Regions from separate parts of the Mus musculus genome. Here region 2 is linked to region 1. A link is a contact called in public Hi-C data. All regions are on one chromosome and are shown on one strand. Each heading gives the region's core, a stretch centred on a gene start, on an enhancer-like site or on the middle of the called end of the contact. The rest is flanking DNA. Distances are from core to core; before and after follow the strand shown. Region 1 overlaps Atp11a (ATPase, class VI, type 11A). Region 2 has its middle 26 kb from the start of 2810030D12Rik.

The links. Hi-C and Micro-C count contacts between places; a contact is called where the count stands out from the background.
Region 2: a contact with region 1 is called in a Hi-C map of rod photoreceptor, with 2.2 times the contacts expected there. The contact joins two enhancer-like sites. A contact is called at or near these places in 2 of 484 Hi-C or Micro-C datasets (embryonic stem cells and rod photoreceptor).

Annotation. Positions count from the first base shown.
Region 1 is chr8:12,773,351-12,777,419 of GRCm38.p6, reverse strand. All of the region lies in intron 1 of Atp11a (ATPase, class VI, type 11A), which reads right to left. Among named protein-coding and RNA genes, the nearest start is that of Atp11a, 18 kb to the right of the region's middle. Within about 2 kb of position 1,684, at least 30 of the 459 cell types and tissues checked have an H3K27ac peak or open chromatin away from gene starts, as enhancers often do. A contact at or near this core is called in rod photoreceptor, where this site is marked.
Region 2 is chr8:13,224,916-13,229,052 of GRCm38.p6, reverse strand. It overlaps a transcript of Adprhl1 not described here. Among named protein-coding and RNA genes, the nearest start is that of 2810030D12Rik, 26 kb to the right of the region's middle. Within about 2 kb of position 2,567, at least 55 of the 459 cell types and tissues checked have an H3K27ac peak or open chromatin away from gene starts, as enhancers often do. A contact at or near this core is called in rod photoreceptor, where this site is marked.

The DNA of each region.
Region 1 (4,069 bases), core at 435-2,934:
CAGGCTGCCTCATGTGGCCTCAGATCAAGAGAGTCCTCCACGACCTCCCCCAACATGGGCCCCCTATCTCATCAACACAACACTACTTGGCTTTCCAAAGAAGCTGGCTGACTCTGATCTGAACAAAGCTCGGGCTGTATATGTAGCACTACTGTATACGAGCTAATTAGGGTACAGAGCTTCCTGCTGCAAACAGGAAGGATACTTAATAACTTTATCACCATTGCCCCTCCCCACAGAGCTGAGGTAGGAACCCTGGGCCTTAGCAAGTAAGTGCTCTACCCCTGAGCTAAATCCTATGGCTCTACCCAGCAGTGCAGAGCCATGTCCCAGACGGAAGTCTAAGGCGAGCACAGCACCACGAAGAGCCTCTAAGCTTCCAGAACAAGCCACCTGTTTAATCCTTGACCACCATATACCTCTGCACCTCAGCCAGCCAGCTCAATAACCTACCATAACCCCCTGGATAATCTTTCACTGTTTGGTAGTTTGAATAAACATGGCCCCCACAGGTCCATAGGGAGTGGCACTACTAGAAAGGGTGACTTGCTGGAGGAAGTGGCACTCAAGTTTCCTTCTGCCTGTCTGCTGATCAAGATGTAGGACTCTCAGCTCCTCCAGCCCCAGGTCTGCCTGCATGCTGCCATGCTTCCCACCATGAGGATAAAGGACTAAACTCTAAAACTGTAAGTCAGCGCCAATTAAATGTTTGCCTTTACAAGAGTTGCCTTGGTCATGGAGTCTCTTCACAGCGATAAAACACTAATTAAGACTCACCGTAAACACCACTCTATAACACGATCTTCCCCCAACGGCCCTCCTCTGTGCTCGGAGAATGCTTGTCAGTAGTCACTCCCTAACTTGAGAGATGCAGTGGCTCTCCAGCCTGAGGGCCCGGGCCTGGCAGCACTACTAGCACTGCAGTGTATTGTCCCCCGGATCGCAGTCCTGAGCATCACAGTGACAGGGCGGCAGGCGGTGCTGAGAGCAGAGCATCCAGACCACAGACAAGCCCATGTTGGGCAACTGCTGCCGGGCAAAGAGGACACCGCCACGCCCTTACCTCTGATCTGGTCTCGCTCCAAAAGAGCAACACCAGCTCTCTCGGAGTAATGCAGATCAGCACAGGAGCTGTCTGTCTCAGAGTCAGGAGTCTATAGCAGTGGAGCTCTGAGAGTACAGACATGTTCTCAGACAGGCTCCTGTCACTTACTGCACAGTGTCCTCCACCCTAGGGCAGCTGGCTAAGGTCCTGTAAGGCCCATGATTTATGATTGCTACCACCAAAGTTCCCCACAGAGAAACAGGCTGCCACACAGCCGTTAAGACACACGGATGGACACAGGTGAGAGGTTGTATGACCTCCAGTCTCCAATCTAGCAGTAAGCAATAGCTATTATAAAAGTAAGCAATGATGCGTATTTTGTTACAAAATCGTTATTATGGGCTATTTTTAAGTGGTCAGCTCTAGCAATCTGCTTCCAAACAGGTTTGATCATTGTTAACCAAGGTAACTGTGTGCAAGCACCTCCAAACAGTGCTCACCTTCCCTGTTGGCTCTGAAGGGACCAGGGCCAGCACTGCCTTCCCTTACTTCTCATTAGACACGGCAGTTGCTTGCCTTGTTGGGGAACATCAACTAAAGATAGCGGAGCCACTAAAAATAGCAGAGCACTGACGAGGTCTTCTGACACTCTTCACACGGGGACACCCTGATCACTCTGAAGCAATGCAGAAGCAAGAACTGACTGGTCCTGGGTACCTTCAACAAGCAGCAAAGAAACTTGGGGAAACCATAAGAAGGGAGACACAGCTCCAGAGAAGTCACAGAGATGGCCTGGAAAGCTGTAGCCACAGAGCTTACACAGGTGTGCCAGAGGCCAAGGTGCAGTACTAACAAGTGTCTTGCAAAACCGCAGCGTATCATTTGAGCTTTAATGCTGCCTGGACACCTATCCTGGACCAACCTAAGCAGGGGCAGGGCACTGAAAATGCTGCCACTGTGGCCTTACAGGCGCAGCTGCCTGGGGACAAACGGCAGAGATGGTGTGGTACTGCACATTCATCATTTGTCCATGATCTTCAGCAGTCACTAATCCCTACCGCTCACTCAAACAGCCAAGCAATGAGGTAGAGAAAAACAGAAGGACCAGAGGCCAGCACAGGCCAAACAGCCAGTTGATATGACCCAGGGTCACATGCAGCCCAGCCTGTCAGTAATGTCCCTAACAGCCAGCCACACCTGCTCTCTGACAGTCAGTCAACTGCTTTGTAAGTAGACTTTTTGGCTTGGGGCTGCCACATTCCTCATACCTGGCCTGTGTTTGCACCCTGACAGGAGTGGGTCCGTTCAGAACAGCACAGGACTGTAACCTTCTGTGCAGGCGGACCCTGGCAGCAGCCTAAGGACTCCTTCCCCGAAGAATGTGAAGACTGAGGCACACCCTTTAACTGCAGGTTGCTGGGTACTTAAGCTCTAAACATGACCTGCCAACGTGCTCTGGTGTCAGACTAGAGGCAGATAAGGGCAAGTTCAAGTCATGGGACTGTCTCCCAGGCCAGTACCTTATGGAAGTCAGTGTCGAGGACAGCTGGAGGAAGCTTCCTAGCATTTCCAGTGCACAGGTAGGCACACTGCTTGGGCTTTGCCTGTGTGGGCCCCCCTCTGCCACGGGCAGTGACAGATTTGTTGCTCATCAGTTATTATAAGGCAACTGTGTGATTCCCTACATTTTAAATTCTAGCAGGAAAAGTCGAGTCTTCTTTTTCGTTGTCGATATTTCTGGTGCTGGTACAACACCTGACCCTGAAAGGATGCTCAGTAGCCACCAAACAAAGTACAGCTAAGCTTTAAAAAACAAAAAACAAAACAAAACAAAAACAAAAACAAAAAAAACCAACTGAGCAGCAAGCTGTCCTCTGGGATAGCCAGGCTCTTCCGCACCCACACCAGTCACTGTGTGGGACTCAGAACTCAGGCAGAGGTCTGAAGCTGAACATTCAGCAAAGGCTATGTTCCTAGGAATGTCCTCTTTGCGCTGCCCGAGGAAGAGGCCTGGAGAACTGAACTCTGGGGCCTGCTGAACACTGCTTTTCTGCCTCTGATCATATGAATTCTGTAAGCTTTGAACCTTCCCTAGATAGGCAGCTCCGCTTAGCCTTTCAAATCGCCCCAAGAAACAGAAACTGCTCTCAGTTGACAGAGCTAGGGCAGCTGGTCTCTCTGTTCCCTGTAGCCCCTGCACCAGGACACTCATGGGTTACTAGGGACACAGAAACAGGGCAGGCAGCAGGTAAGAACTTTGGCCAGGGGCCAAGTTAATGACCAGCCTGTGCTCATTTGCTGGGCTGACCCCGGAATCTGCTTGCAAGAGCTCCGAAGTCACTTACTATCAGGGGTCCCTCCAGCTGGGGCTGCTCCTCACTGGAGGTGTCTGCAGCCTTTCTCTGACAGGACTCCCAGTCCCTTCACTGCAGACAGACAAGAGGTGACAACCTTCCCCAGCAGTGAAAGCCCCCAGCCCATCTTCCTGGAAACAGAGACAACACACAGAGACACACACACAGAGGACAAACACACACAGACAACACACACACACACACGTACTTTCTCCTTTCTCAGCACTGGGACTGAAGGGTACTCACTGTAATTGGCATGATGCTGGTGATCACCTGGGGGTATAGGGAAGGTAGCCCCTCACTACCACAGCTGGTGAGGAAGAGGGACGCTGTGCCTCTTCTGGCCTGTGTATTTCATGTCACTGCAGAACTGCAAACTAACCTCTCTCCTAGGCCTCAGACTCTACCACACAGTTCATCATCAGAAATGTAGTTCCCCATCATCCACAAACCTACCCATGTTCTGGATGGTCTGCAGAGATAAGGAATTTACCTCCAGACATGCTGCCTGTACCCTTTTCCCACAGGGCACTGGAAGGCTGGCCTGCTTCCTTGGTCTCACAGCTAGTCTGTTAATCTATCAGGGCCTCCAGGTTTCTACAGTGGAGAAACCTCTATGCTCTTATGGTCCTGAGTTGCCAAGTGCTTTTAGTCTTCGGCACCTAGAGAC
Region 2 (4,137 bases), core at 1,318-3,817, 450 kb before region 1:
AGATTGCGCTGGAGAGAGAACCATGAGTCTGTGTCCCCAGGGCCTGGCACCCGCTGTTCTGAGGACAGAGTGCCTCAGGCAGATGAGCTTAAGCAAAGGTCTCAAGGTGAGCTGTGCTAGAACGCCATTTCCCCGGGCTTACTCCATCTAGAACCTCCCAGGAGTTGGGAGACCATGAAAGGCTGGGGCTAGAGATCAGAGGGAGGCATTCTGGAAGAGGACAGAAGCTCTCTCACAGACAGTAGCTGGCCTCGGGGATGATAAGCAAAGATCCACAGAAACGAGGAATTTATTATTATTATTATTATTATTATTATTATTATTACAATTGTTAAACATAGTTCTGGCTCACTGGAGTGGGCTGGAAAATCCCGGTTTCCTCACTCACAGCAGAGATGCCTCTTGATGTGGGACCTTGGTGTGACAGGGCCAGGTGTGGCTCACCAGAAAAGAACTTAAGTCTCTGCTCTAATCTGCTAATGCTGGCCCATAAATCTTAGGAAAAGCATCTGCCCTGCCCCCACTGAAAACACCGGAGATGACCATGAGAACTTTGGGGAGCGTTTCCAAAACCCCATCTGGGGCTGTTAGATAAATCCCCTCTTCATGTCTGCTGAAGAGGTTAGACTGAAGGCCCCAAGTGGCCTCAAGTGTTGGTCCCTGGCGACAGGCAGGTGCTGAGCTGCTGGGCAGAACCTTGGCGACACGCTAGCTTCTAACTAGTCAGGAGCTGAAACATAGCAGGGCATGGCTTTGGCCCAACCAGCCAAGCTGAGTTTAGACCCACTAACACTCTTGATCTAAGGACACCAAGCAAGTCTCCCTAAAAGCGTCCTGCTTGCACCCCCCACTGAGACGTTGGCACTACCCAGAGTGGAAGGCAGCGTGGGACCATGCCATGGGGCATGTGGAGACGCTAGGCTGTCCCCTCTGTGGTGGGAGAAGCTGAACAGTTAATGTCAGATGAGTTTCTTATTTCTCCCTCTAGACCATGGGGCTCAGGAGCCCTCAGAGAGGAACTTGGGAATGACAAGTGTCCTGCGTGGTTGGGCCTCGTGGCCTTTAGTCAGTCGTTCAGAATATCGACTGGATGTCATCAGTGTAGTTATTTCAGTCATGCTATTGACTCACCTGAGGAAGTTTTAAGACAGTTGAAACAGCCTGGCTGGCTCACACACTGTGTGACCACAGAGCCCCAAGAGGTACACAGGCTCTTTGAGCCTCCTCAGAGGACCTGATTCAGGTGAGTCTATTGGTACCCCAGGCCTGAGGAGCAAGACCCTCATGTCTCCACAGGCTCTGTGGCTCTGGAAGCTCACACAAGGGGGCTCTGGTGGCCTGGCATGGGTGGTCATGATAACTGTCAAGCTTCTCTTCATAGAGACTGTAGAGTGAAGCGTGTGTAGACCAGTCCCAGCCCTGCTGGAGGGTATGGGCTTGGTAATTGCAGATGCATGAATTCAGCCGGCTCTGAGTCCCCAGCCCTGCTTGAGATCCTGTGTGCTGATATTCATGATGGGATAGTAGGCATGTGAAACCAGACCCACAGAAGACGTTGGCAACCAGGACAACACAGGAAGGGCGTGGCTGTGCCCAGCCTAGGGTGGGTCAGAGATGCTGTTGTCCTCTGTACAAAGAACATCCAACAAGAGAGTGGAGGCTAGATGTGGCTGGCAGAGGAGTGTGGTCATGTGACCTGTGGCCGGCAAGAGCTCTGTGCATGTGGGGCAGGCAAGCCTGGAAGAGGGGCAGGGAACATTTCCTGGGGCCAGCATCAGTCTGACACATCTTAAAGCTGTAGGGCCCTAAGGCTGAGGTAGATGGAGGCTAGGAAAGCTCCTATATGTCCAAGGGGTACAGTTAATAGGAGGAGGAATTTGGGGTACAAGGGCTTAGCTCAGAGGCACACGGTGTGCCTGTGAAACCCCAGATATCCGTACAGAAGCTTGTATCTGGGTCAACCCCAAGATGTAGAACTTAGCAGCCACCAGTTACAAGACGCCCTGGGAGAGGGAAAAATTGGCACCCACAGTCAAAGCCAACCAGCTCCCAGGACCGCACCACCTTACTTACCTCAGAGGCTGGAAATCTGGGACCACTCAAACCCACGCCACTACGCTCAGATCCCCTGAAGCCTGACAGCGGCACACAGCCTGCCCCACCCCAACCCCACACCCTCTGCCCAAGGCAGGCAGCTGTGAAGACTCGCAGGTGGCTTTTCAGGGAGCACAGACTCTTCAGAATCACCCTGCTGATGCTGTCCCCAGATGGTGAGCCCCCTTAGGTGAAAGGAGGTCTCCCTCTACCCAGGACAGCTTCCAGACCAGTCTGAAGCCCCAGATCGGTGTGAAGAGACGTGTCCACGGGCCACCTGAACAGGGAGACAGGTCAGGCAGTAAGACGGTGGCAACTGTTGCCACAGGGGCAAGCCTGAGCCCAGAGGCTACTGGCTCCTGAACTCTGAAACAGACCAATGGCTCTACAGACCAATGCCTTTCCACTCTGGGCCTCAGGGGAGTGTTGGGGCCGCCCCAGGATTGGTTTATCCCTGCAAAGACAGAGCAGCCACTGCAGTGATTGGCTTTTGTATCCTGACTGACTATGCAGAACAATGGAGCTCTTGGTGGCAGCTGCACAGCTGCGGCTCAGGATTAGTTATTTTTACCCAGTGCGCTGTACTTACTCAGAGTCGGCCAAGGCTTTCCGAATGCTCACAGCACTGCCCTTCAATACCCCTACTTAATGGGTCAGCTCTTTGAATGCATATGTGTCAGGCTGGCACAGGCCTCCCAGTAAGTGCTCAGGACCAGCCCCAGCCTGAAGGTCAGATAGGTCCTGACTCCTGAGAATGAGGCACAGGGGTCCTCCAGGAACTTTGATGTCCTCATCAGGGTTACTGTGGCTGTAATGAAACACCATGACCAAAGCAACTTGCGGGAGGAAAGGGTTTATCTGGCTTACACTTCCACATCATAGTCCATCATTGGAGGAACCCAAGATAGGAACTCACACAGGACGGGAACCTGGAGGCAGGAGCTGATGCAGACGCCATGGACGGGTGCTGCTTACTGGCTTGCTCCTCATGGCTTGCTCAACCTACTTTCTTACAACCCAGGACCACAGCCCAGGGATGGCACCACCCACAATGGATTGGACCCTCCCCCCCATCAATTGCTAGTTAAGAAAATGCCCCACAGGTTTGTTTGCCTGTCATCTTATGGAGGTTTTTCTCTTGAGGTGCCCTCCTATCAGATGACTCTAGCCTGGGTTGACATAAAATCAGGATGATCTTTAGCTTATAAAAATGAATGAGATATGTGACCGTTATGGGCTTTGGTTTTTGTTTTCCCACAGTTCCGAGAGCCCCAGGATCAGCTGTGGGAAGATAGCCATGGACGCGCAGATGCTAAAGAAGAGGATCAGCAGGACATGCGATGAGGCAGCCCGCACCATCCTCAGCAGCCTCTTGCTTTATGTCTTGGATCATGCAGATGGGCCCCAGAAGGTGGAAGACAGGACACACAGGACCAACCGCCCTTTCCAACTCCAGGAGGCGGGCCGGAGACCCACACGGTTCCAGCTTCTACAGGCTAAGTTCATGGGCACTGGCCGGGAGCTCCACCTCAAGAAGACCCGGGATGTGGGTCGGCTGATCTCTAAAGACAAGCAAGGACCTGGTAGGAGTTTTGTAAATGCCACCATCAACAAGCTCCTGGAAAAGACCAAGGAAGTGGGCAGAAGCTCCAGCCAGAGGACCCCAGCCAGTGAGAAGGTCCGGTGGAGCCCATCGAGCGGGAAGGGCACTGTGAAAAACATCCTGAAGAAGTTCCTGGCTGCAGAAGAGAAGGCGGCCAAGGAGAACGAAGTAGGTGAGAAGCCCCCTGCCCAGCGGCCTGGAGCTGCCAGGGGCCTCCTGCCAAGAATTGTGGGCCAGAGCTCCATCCTCTCCAAGCTGAGGGAAAGATTCGAACACAACAGCTGCCTGTACTCGGAGGCAGGCGTGCTGCCCCTGCACAGGGAGGGACTGAAGAGCAAGAACCTACAGAAGAGGAAAGTGCACAGGCCACAAGTGCGGGTGCTCCACGTGGCCACCATGGCTACCAGCTGCACCAGAATCCCCCCTGCCCAGTTTCTGGC